2 separate regions of the Mus musculus genome follow, and region 2 is linked to region 1. The links are chromatin contacts, called in public Hi-C maps. All regions are on one chromosome and are shown on one strand. The core of a region is the stretch at or near the end of the contact, and the rest is flanking DNA. Distances in the headings are between cores, read along the strand shown. Region 1 holds the start of Rfk (riboflavin kinase). Region 2 holds the start of Fxn (frataxin).

Region 1 (5,876 bases), core at 3,043-5,542:
CCCGCTGAAGCTGGGGTTGGAGACATGGAGGGATATTTTAAAATCTGACTTTAAGTCAGGGTATATGTCATCTTCAGGTCCAGCTTGACATTAGGGTTTCCCAGAGAAGCGACTAATGTTCTATGAAGGAGCATCAACTTTGGTGTATAGCCCATACAAGGCAGATTATATAATTATTCATTAATGCCATGATCTCCAGCCTCATGCACGTGAGAGGTGTATTAAGTACTCAAGCATCTCACTACAGGTTTTCCTGGTATAGTTGGATAGAGATAGGGACCTGTTAGCCTCCCAGCAAGGGTGAGTGAAGGCCATTGCCAAAGGCTCCATAGATGTCATAGATTCTCTGTGGCTTTCTGGGTCTAGCAGGTCCCAGGATCTCAGTCTCAGCTTCTTTTTTCTACAATAATAGACTCAGATCAGATATTTTAAAAAATCCATTTAGCCAGAAGTGGTGGTGTATACCGTTAATCCCAGAGACTTGGGAGGTAGAGACTGGTAGATATCTGTAAGGTCAAGGCCAGCCTGGTTTATGTAGCTGACTCCAGGTCAGCCAGAGCTACACAGTAAGACCCCATCTTTAAAAAAAAATAATAATATTTTTTAAAAGAAAAAAATCTGTGTGCTTCAATAATTACAAATTCAATTGATTCAAATTTCACTGAAATATTCTATGAATTTGGTTTTCATGGTTGTTTTAGTCACTGGTCTGCTGCTGTGAAGGAACACCATGACCAAGGCAACTCTTATGAAAGAAAGGGACTTTCTTTCAGTTGCAGAGGCTTCGTCCGTTATCATTATGGTGTGGCAGGAGATGGTGACATGCATGGCACTGGAGCAGTAGCTAAGAGCTACATCCTACAATGTAGAGAGGCAGAGAGACTGGGCCTGGCATGAGCTTTTGAAACTTCCTAGTGATACTCTTCCCCCAACAAGGCCACTCCTCCTAATACTTAGTCCTATCAGAGAGTCCTATCACTCCCTGGTGAATAAGTATTCAAATATATGGGTCTATGGGGACAATTCTTATTCAAACCCAGTACAATGCTGACTCTCTCTCTCTCTCTCTCTCTCTCTCTCTATATATATATATATATATATATATATATATATATATATATATATAATATTTACTGTGATATGAACCTAATTCAGCTGTACTAATACTATCTGTTGAAGAAAATCAGAATAGATAACCATATTTCTTTAACATAAAATTTATTTGAGCTGGGCTAGAGACCACCCAGTACTTGAGCAAGAGCATGTATTGCTTTTGAAAAGGACCCAAGTTCTGTTGCTGGAACCTTAATCAGCTCATGACTGCCTGTAACTCCAGCTTCAGAACACTCGATGGTTCTGGCATCCACAGGAATTGACATTCACGTGCACACACGTACACATACACAGGCATACACATATACACAATCAAAAATAAAATAAATCCTTTTTAAAAATCACTGCCGGGTGTGGTGGCGCACGCCTTTGATCCCAGCACTTGGGAGGCAGAGGCAGGCGAATTTCTGAGTTTGAGGCCAGCCTGGTCTACAGAGTGAGTTCCAGGACAGCCAGGGCTATACAGAGAAACCCTGTCTTGAAAAAACAAACAAATGAATAAACAAACAAACAAACAAACATCACTCGAACTATGAGCAAGCTCTCTCTGCCTTTATAGAAGCAGGGCATAGGTTTACAATGACAAAGGTAGCCTCCTCCTTACTCCAGCAAGAAGTTAATCCCTGAAGATGCCAGCCAAACAAGGGCCCAAAGGAATCTGCATGAACTGGCTTTACCAGCAGGCTCTGCATGTCATTTGACTGTACCCCCATGATTTTCCATCCTAGAGACATAAAACCCTTTTCCTCAGAGGCTTGGTGCTGCACACTGATGTGGATTTAGTCTAACACTTGTGTTATGTTATTTGGGTTCCCGAGAATTGCATGAGAATTCATATGTAAGATGCTGAGGGTCCTTGCCCCAAGTTGGTTCTGATTGGTAAATAAAATTGCTAGCCAGTCAATGGCTGGGCAGGGTCTCCTTCCCTGCAGGCAGAGGCCAAGCACTGCAAGTGCAATTCAGAAAGAGCAATAGAAATACTTTGGAGATTTTTACGTTTAAAAGCACTAAACTTGACAACTCCATGCTCTTTCTCTCTCTCTCAACTCTAGATTTGCAAAAGTAATATTAATTAAGAAGGTCCAGTAACGTATCTTCTGAACCAAATACATCGGAGCACTATTAATGAGTGTGAAAAACAATAAATCACATGGATGAAACACACATCTGAGTATCTGCAAGCACTCCTGGCCCCCATTTTTGAAGTGGCTTTGACAGATTCTGACTTGATGACTAGATGAAGCAGAGATAGAGCCCGGAAAGGCAACTTCATTTTTAAGTAAAAGAGAGCCCTCGGAGGCTACCAAGATGCAGTGGAAAAGAAACAGAATTTTCTTGTCCATAGCTACCTGAATGTACAAAGTATGCATCTATAGGAATGCATACGAATAGCTTCATGAAAAAGGAATTTGCTGGGCATGGTGGGGCCTGACATTAATCTTAGCACTTGGGAGATTGAGGCAAGCGAATCTCTGTGAGTTCAAGGCCATTTTCTCCTAAACAGCAAGTTCAGATCAGCCAGGGCTACACAGCTAAAACCAAGCTTCAAAATTAAATGAGAGAGTATGACACGTACTTAGCATCTATTTTCCTTCCTTCTTTCCCTTTTTCTTTTCTTTTTTTTTTTTCTTTTTCTTTTTTTCTTTTGAGACAGAGTTGGCTGATCTGGAACCTACTTTGTAGGTCATGCTAGTCTTGAATCCACACCCTTCCTATTTTATTTCTCAAAAATCATCTATTTTAGGTCAGGTGTGGGGCACACCTTCACCTCTAATCCAGATTTAATTTAGAAGGCAGAAGCAAGCAGATCTCTGAGTTCAAGACCGGTCTGGTCAATAGGGTGAGTTCCAGGACAGCCAGCGCTGTACGGGGAACCCCTGTCTTGAAAAACCAAACCAAAAGAAATACAAAACCATCTATCTTTATTCCTCATTTTATCTCAGTTCTCTCACTCCCTTAGAGCGTGGACTTGGTGGTATAAAACCCAGCATGATGTATCTGGTTCTCACCTCCCTGTGTGCTTTGTCACTGGTGATGAAGAAACTGAAAACTACCATTCTAACATATCAACTATTTGGAATGAAAGACACCTGGAAGACAGCACTAAAAACATTCTTACCCAGTTGTGTTAGTGCATGCCTATAATCTCAGTACACAGAAGGGCTGAGACAGAGTTGTGAGCTCCAGGCCAGTCTGGAATAGAGCCGGTATCCAATTACCACCACCTTCAACAAACAAAGAAAAAAGAAACCGCCCCCCCCTAAGCAGGTAAGTGATTACATTCTTAGTTTCTTAGGTCTCTGTAGCCCGTGGTCTCTGCATCTGACTCCTGGCATTATAAGTATGCACCACCATGCCTGGCTCACACTTTTAATATTGCCAGGCAACCTGTTAAGTAGTTTTCTTTTTCTGTTTAAAAAAAAGTATTTATTCACCTTACGTCCCAATAGCAGCGCTCCCTTCTCCCAGTATCCCCTCGCACAGATCCTCCCATTTAAGTAGTTCTCATATATTGGCTGCTCAAGGAAGCAGGGTCTGCATTCAAATTCTAGTTTATCTAGGGCTAGCGTGAGCTTGCAGCCACAGTCATTTAAACTTTTCTAAAGACTTCTGTTAGAGTGTTTACTGGGCGAGTGTCCTATGGGGCCCGGGGTTACAGTTTCCTTCCCGTTAATTCCCTAGCACCTTGGTAGTGTGCTTTGTTCTTTCAACACATATTTGTTTTATGCTGGTCTGAAGGCAGTGAGTTCTCTCAACTGATTGTTCACAGTCAGTTACAAATACCTGTTTTGTGTTAGTATACTAGAGTCAAGGAAATGAAACGTTATCAAGAATGTTCCCAACATAGAGAAAACATTTTTTAAGATCAGCTGAACATTCTCAGAGTTACATACGAGTAAGGGAAAAGAAAGTGATTGCAAAGATTGGGCAGAATTTTATTCAAAATTGTGGAGGAAAAGAACAACTTAAGTTATCTTGTGAGCAACGCTTATTTCAGCAAAGCCCAAACTCAGAAGCTGAAAAGGCGACAATTAGAGGCTGGGCTATGGGTGAGGGCGGGGCCACAGAGGCGAGGGCGGGGCCTCAGCCGCAGGAGGTGAGGACGGTCCGCACTACGATGTCGGCGAGCGGGGCGCGGCTTCTGGGCGGGTCCGCAACGGCGGGGGCGGGGCTACGGCGGGAGAGCAACGGAAGCCGAGCAGGCCGGTCGCCTGGGCCGCAGACCTGTGCATTCGCCGCGGTTGTCGTAGTTCCGGCCGAGCGGCCGCTGGGATCTGACGGCTGGGTGCTATCCTGCGGGCAGGCACTGGTCGCGGCAGGTGTCTCGCTCCGCCGGCCCAGCTCCCGCGGGATCCCCCGGCTGGTCCGGGCCCCGGCGCCGCACTCACGGCGGCTCCGTCGCAGGCACGGAGCGAGGAGCAGCCCGCGTCCTCCGAGGTCAGCGTCATGAGGAGCCTGCCGTTCTTCTGCCGCGGCCAGGTGGTGCGTGGCTTCGGCCGCGGCTCCAAGCAACTGGGCATCCCCACAGGTGAGCGCGTCGCGGGGCCGTGGAGCTCTAGGCCGTGGGCAGGGGACCCGGCAGCCGCGCTCCTGCCGCTAGCGACGAGCTGCGCAGCCCCGTCCGGGAAGGCACCGCAGGTTGGATTGGCCGAACTCTCAAGCTGTTGAAAGTTCCATTCTAATGATGCTACTGTGTAGTGATCAATGACAACACGGGTAGTTCTATGAGAGCCGACGTTTATTTGGTCTGACTACGTAAGTTTTAGTAATCAAGACTTGATTGTCCATTCTTAAAATTGATGCCTTGGGCTGTGCCTTGACCTATTAAGTCAATCTTTGAATTGGGGATTTGGGGTTGTGTTTTTTGAAAATAAGAATCTTTTAAAGTGACTCAGCCTACTTAGGGGCGTTACTAGGAAAAAGCAGGGACTTTTGCTTGTTTTAATTCAAACAGATAGGGTCTCGCTCTGTTTCCAAAGGCTTCCTCCTACTCCCTGAGCTCTGGGGATCTCTCAGGGGATCTCTCGTAGCCTCCCAAGTGGAGGACTACATGGGTAATTTACGATAAACCTCTGTGTTTATTTCGTGTCTTTGTTTCCACTTGGGCATTTTCGTGTGGCTTTTTGGGGTGGAGGGAAGAGATTTATACACTTGCTTTGTGCCTCACTTGTAACCTGTGCTGTCTGAAGAGAAGAAATTCAAGTCGGAATGTGGAAGGTTGGAAAACAGAAAGATCCTGGGAGTGTAATGATTCAAGTTAACGTTTTAATATGTTTTTAATCAATGTTTAATGTGAATCTTGTAGCAATGAATATCTGTTTACTTCTATTTAGCCAATTTTCCTGAACAAGTGGTGGACAATCTTCCAGCTGATGTGTCTACTGGCATTTATTATGGTTGGGCCAGCGTTGGGAGCGGCGATGTCCATAAAATGGTGGTGAGCATTGGATGGAACCCGTACTATAAGAATGTGAAAAAGTCCATGGTAAGAGTCACATCTTGCTCTTTTAAATGCACACAGAACCCCTCAGCTTAAGGGTTTCACAGTTATAGAGGCAGGTGGATCTCTGATATTCAAGGCCAGACTGGTATATATAGTTCCAGGACAGCCAGGACTACTAGAGAGATCGTAATTCAAACAGACAAACAAATAACAGGAAGAAAAGTAGCCTGGGCTGTATGCTAACTGACATTCCTTCCTTCCACTTCATCCCTGCCCCGCCCCCAGCATTTATTTACTTTTATTTCAATGGGATAGTTTT
Region 2 (5,959 bases), core at 616-3,115, 6.9 Mb after region 1:
AGCCCTGGCTGTCCTGGAACTCACTCTGTAGACCAGGCTGGCCTCGAACTCAGAAATCCGCCTGCCTCTGCCTCCCAAGTACTGGGATTAAAGGCCTGTGCCACCACTGCCCACCTGAGTGAGGTGTTTCTTTCATACATTTTCTTTGCAAGCCATTCCACAATCTTACTATGTTTACTGTGGCTCTAGGCTTGGGGACCACTTTCAAACGACAAAGTCTCCCACAGGTACATCGACGCAAACAGGCATTTCGCTGAAGAGACTGAATATCTGCTCACTCCGTGACAGCGGAATCAAGCCTTGTTGGACAACGGCCGGGAGGGGACACCTTCCATGAGCCTTGCGCTTTTGGCCAGTCTGCCGCTTTCAAAGTGACTGTAGGAGCATCAGGGTAGACAACTGGGGACCGTAAACGATATTGAGCCACTGAGAACAGACTCTGAGCATAAAGATGGACCGACTGTATTTGCATTGTACAGGCGAGGAAACGGAGATGCCAAAGACAAAGTTGCTCAGGCTCTCAGAGATGCAGAAATCCAAAGTGCACAGCTGCAACTGGAGCCCAGCTGTCAGGCGCCAGGCAAGGGAAGAACAGGGCAGTAAACATCCAAGAAAGTGTTTGAGGAAGCATGGGTTACAGGTTCGGCCCTTCAAACCCTAGCCGTCTCTCTCTCTGACCAGTCCACTTTTGTTTGTTTTGTTTTTAAACTTTCTTTTTCAGTGTTATAGAAAGAACCCAAGAACTCTTGAACGCTAAGTGACCATGTCACTGCTGAGCTACAAAGCTAGCCCTATTTTTATTATTGTTTTTTATTTTAATGACAGGACCTCAAGAATCCTAAGCTGGGTTTAAACCTGTAGACATTATTATCCCACAGCCTACTCCACCTTTGTCCATAGCTCTCCCCTTCCTAGAATGCTCCCCAGACCCGTTCTTTGGCATCTATCACGGCCCTCTCCGGAAAGCCTTCCTTCACCCTACTGCTGTCTTTTCAAGCCACGGAGTAACAGATTCTGTTCTTTGCATCTACTAAGAACCGAGACTTATCTGAAGTGCTAAGGCCTTTGCGAATACAGTTTAATTCTCCCGCCAAAATCGCAAAATGGGTGTTACCCTTTAATCTCCTCGGAACAGAAAGCCAAGCCCTGCCCCCAGACAGTTAGGGTCTCCCCAAGGTCACAGGGCTCTCCAGCGCCGCGCAGTCAGAACGTGGAACCAAGATCCCCTCATTTTCCAAAAGCTGGACTCTAGGGCTCTGCTGCTACACCTGTGATCCCAGCAGAGAGGAGGCAGGAGGATCACAGGATTGAAGCCACTTTGGGGTACTCAGCCAATCCTAGGCTAGCCAGGGATACAGAGTGAGGCAAACAAGCAACAAAAAGCCCTGCTCAGAGCAACTCCACAACCCCATTAGTCTCACGCCCTGAAAAAGGCAACTTCGGAGTGCACACAATAATAAACACGCCCTGCTGCACACGCTATACATCCTGTGTTAATTACGGAAACTCGTCTTTTCCCATCCCCACCGCCAAGGTCCGAAGCCCGCGCAAACACCGCGCGCGCCCTGCACCCAAACGCGCGCGCAACCAGAGCGACTCGGCGCGTGCGCGCTGCGCGTCCCCGGCATAGGGGCGGGCGCGGCCTGCGCTCCGGTGTGCGGCCCGGCGAAGCGCGTACTCACGGCGTGGCGGGTGGCGCCGGCGTTGACTGTGACATGTAGGCCTCGGCGGCCGCAGGTTACGATCGGTTCCCTCCAGCGCGGGTTCCCGACCCAGGCGGAGGCCCGGGACGCCGTCCGGGGCAGCAAGCCCACGGCTGCGCGACCTCCGAACGCCCACATGCTACTCCAGCTCCGCGGCCGCTCCGCCCCGCGCGAGGACTCGGTGGTGCCACCTGGTGGCCGTGCCCCCCCCCCGCCCCCCCCCGCCCCCCCCCCCCCCCGAGCGCCGCGGCTGGGCTCCTGCGCGCAGGTCCAGCACTACAGCCCTGTGCAGACCTTTAACCAGAACCCAGAACCTGCTCTGCGCCAAACTCGCAACGTATCCCTTGGGCAGCACTAGTGTGTAAACACTGACCCCTGCAAGTTTATTCGCTGACAACAATTTTACAGAGTGGTAGTGGGTGATTCTGAAGATACGCTGGTGATCAAAATAGCTTTGCTTAAAAAACAAAACAAAACTAGTTCTAACAGCTAGCTTCAACTGCCCGATCATCTCAAATTCCGCATCTCTTAGGCAATAGAAGTACCAGGCAGCATGAATGGAGGAGGGGCTTCCGTAGCCCCAGGCTCAGCCGAGGAACTATTGGTTGCTGATGGCTATAGGATGAGGGAGGGTGAGTTTTCTTCTGGGATATGGCCTCTGATTGGCTGTCCTAGCTCCATGGGGATGGTCCTACACTGTATACACTGTTAGGGCTAAGTGGAGTCGGTTTAAAAAAAAAAAAATTCAGAGCGGTGGTAGTGTACACCTTTAATCCCAGCACCCGAGAGGCAGAGTCAGGTATATGGAGTTCGAGGCCAGCTTGAGCTACATAGTGAGTTTCAGAACAGCCGGAGCTACATAGTGAGACCTAGTCAAAATAAATAAGTAAATAAACAAATAAACACATAAATAAATAAAAATTTAAAAAGGAACATAAAATTGGGAGGAGGGGTGGGGTGGTTCGGTAGGAGTTGGGAGTGGCAGGTGAGTTTGATCGAAAACACATTGTATACATGTATGGGATTCTGAAACAACAGTAGGAATAAGGAAGTGCCCGGCTGAAGTACCCGAATGCTTCTTGGATGAGGAGTAGTCAGGACTGGTGATTGGTTCTCCTCATAGCTGTTTTTTTTTTTTTCCCCCCCAGCAGCCCCAACAGGTTCCTCACACTCCTGGTAGTTCTCCTGGCTTTTATGTCAGTGTGAGAAGGAGTCTGTGCATTGTCTCGGGTTGCCATTATGACACTGGAGAACTCTGAGCTTCAAGAGTTAAGAGACAGTGTCAGAGGAGTCTTTTGCCTCCAGGGTCTCAAGAAGGATTGAATGACAGCAGCGGTCAGCAGCAAAGCGTTTAAGAACATCCTCCATGTACCACCTGACTTGGGATACTATTGCTTCTGATTTCCCACAAAAAGCCACAAAGGAAAGGGGAAGTTTGTAGTGACTGCTAATGCAACCCTCCCCCTCTCTCTTTCTCTCTCTCCTTCCTTCCTCTCCTTCTCCCTCTCTGACCTGTAGCTAATTTTCAGATATGGAATTGGAAGCCCTGACATATTAAGTGACTCCCCCCTGATTGAAGGGGAGTTAGAACCCTGGCTTCCTGATTTCTGGTCCGAGGGCTCTTACACCCTCTGTCTTAGAAAAGGAGTTTTTCTTAGTTTCAATATCACAGCTCTAACTGGCTCTCTGGGATCATGTGCCCATCCATGGAAGCCAATAGTCTGCAAAACAGTGAGGGCTACGCTACCGGTCAGCATCATGGTCCATTCTGTGCTGCTGTAATGTACTGCCTGAGGCTGGTTAGATTATAAAGAACAGAAATGGATCCTCTGGAGAGGAAGAGAAGAATGCTGTTCCTCACACAACAGAAAGGCCTCCAACAAGCCCTGTGTATAGCAAGGGTTGAGCCCTCATGACCCAGACCCATCCAAAGGCAACATCTTCCAATACTGGTGTGTGTGTGTGTGTGTGTGTGTGTGTGTGTGTGTGTGTGTGTTAAGGGTCTCAAGAAGAATTCATGGAGTTGACAAAAGCATTCAAACCACAGAAGCCAGTACCAGGGAGGGGCACGTTCTGGTGAAGAGGCATGGAAAGTTCCAGTGATAGCTATTCCGGTCGGAAGTGATGTTGCACATATTCCCAAAACAATGACTTCCACGATGGGGGACTGTAAGCCTGTTCATTTACTTATAGATCAGAGAAGTTCAAGGTGTTCCTCCCTAACATCTGCCAAGGACATAGCGCTGTTTACTGAGGAGCTGGGAACAGCTCCTTGTGTCCCAGGAGACTGGTAGCACTCAGTATCCAAACTCTGGCATGCCTCTGATACACTGCTGTGAGCTTAACATAGAATTGACTCATGCCAGGTGGTGGTGGCGGCGCATGCCTTTAATCCCAGCACTCAGGAGGCAGAGGTAGGCAGATCTCTGTGAGTTCGAGGTCAGCCTGGTCTACAGATCGAGTTCCAGAACAGTCAGAATTACACAGAGAACCCCTGTCTCAGAAAACCAAAAACTAAACTAAACCTAAAAAAATAAAAAAATAGAAAATAAAAAACCCCAAAACCCCTACTGATTAATAAAGTGTGTGAATCAGTTAACTGATATGAGTGTTTTTGAGAATAGGTAAGAAACAGCACTAATTTAAATAATAATTGCTAACTATGAAATGTGTGATGCCCAGAAGAGAGGAGGTTGGGCTTATTTGCTGGGCCTGACTTCCAGCAGCATGCCTTGGGGTCCTAGGAGTCAGCATTTGGGAGAGGGCTCTCATCTCTACAAAACCAAAATTATTCTTGGAGATTTATCTGAGGGGTCACAAAGATAGAGGCAGGTGGTGTGGTTGGAACAACATGTTATTTATTTGTGGATTTTGTTGTTGTTGTTGTTTGCTTTTTGAGACAAGGTCTCACTATACAATCCTGACTGACCTGGAACTTGCTCTGTAGACCAGGCTGGCGTCAGACTCACAGAAATTCATCTGCCTCTGCCTCTCAAGTGCTGGGTTTAAATGTGTCTGTCACCACATTCGGCATGTATGGCAAGTGCTCCATCTTTGAGCCCCATCCTCAGCTCTGAGATATCAGCCTTAGAGGGTGGCTTGTATTGATTAAGGAGTTGGCATAGATGTAGCAGCTGTCCCTCAAGGAAGCTCTGTGCTGTGATAGAAATACACATGGCTTTGTGGGCTCAGCTGCTGTATCTGTACAGCACAGCATTCAACAGGTGAGAAGCATGCTTCTCATGGACACACAAGGGAGTTCAGGACAGGAACTCAGCAGGAAACGAAACAGAGACCATGGGCGGGGGTGTGTTTTGGTGTGTGTGTGTCCCGGGGGAGTGCTGCTTACTAGCTTGCTCCAAATGACTTGCTTAGCCTGCTTTTTATACAACTCAGGACCACCTGCCCTGCAGATGTTAACAATGAAATAGAGATATATAATGAGCTGAAATGTCCTTCAAGTTCCCTGCAGAAAATCTCATTCCCCAATACATTCTGACCAAACTGTATTTGCATCCAGAACCTTGAAAGAAGTGACTAAGGTTGTATAAGGTCATACGACCCCAAATCCAGTGTATATCTGTATTTATGAAGAGAGGGTAAGGTTAGGGCTCTAACTCAATAGTACAAAGCTGTGGGTTCGACACCACATAAAGAAAAACAAGCCAAGTGTAAGCTACCTCCCCACAAGCTGTTGGTAAGAGAGGTTCAAACAGTCTCCCCAACAATACAGACTATTGTCATTGCTCCCGACTGTCCACCAGAACTTGACAAGAAGACCCAATTGCTGCAGACTCCACACACGTTGTACTGCCTGGGGTAGCTGCCGAGTCAGAAGTCAAAGGCCTGAAAACAGCGCTCTACATGTTGATGTGCTGGAGACACAACTAGTAGTCAGTCATAGGTCAAGTGTGGTCATGCTCTCCTTGAGGATTTCTCAATGATGACCCTTTGACCTCCTTGCTGTGGGGTTGCCCCAGTCTGAGTTTCAGCAGCAATCCTAGACTCCAACCACTAGGTGGCAGTAGTGCCCACTCCAGATTAAGTTGCTATACTCTAATGTTTCTAGACACTGCAATATCGTCTCTTGGAGTGTCTGGGGCAAAATTGTCCCCTTCAGTTTCTTTGTGCAAGTTTGAGCTATAGACTTACAGCAATCTCTTTTTCTTACTTCCAAGTTTGAGATAATTTTCATGACATTGTCCAAATTCCTTCAAACTTGGTTCTTATTTATAGTTAGTTTTTTTGAGTCAGGG

Evidence for each region. Hi-C and Micro-C count contacts between places; a contact is called where the count stands out from the background.
Region 2: a Hi-C map of CD8 T cells shows a contact between it and region 1, with 5 times the contacts expected there. A contact is called at or near these places in 2 of 484 Hi-C or Micro-C datasets (CD4 T cells and CD8 T cells).

What each region holds. Positions count from the first base shown.
Region 1 is chr19:17,389,751-17,395,626 of GRCm38.p6, forward strand. It overlaps Rfk (riboflavin kinase), which reads left to right and starts at 4,293. Exons shown (of 4, transcript NM_019437.3): 1 at 4,293-4,642; 2 at 5,448-5,599. The coding sequence starts at 4,561.
Region 2 is chr19:24,278,725-24,284,683 of GRCm38.p6, forward strand. It overlaps Fxn (frataxin), which reads right to left and starts at 1,866. Exons shown (of 5, transcript NM_008044.3): 1 at 1,683-1,866. The coding sequence starts at 1,841.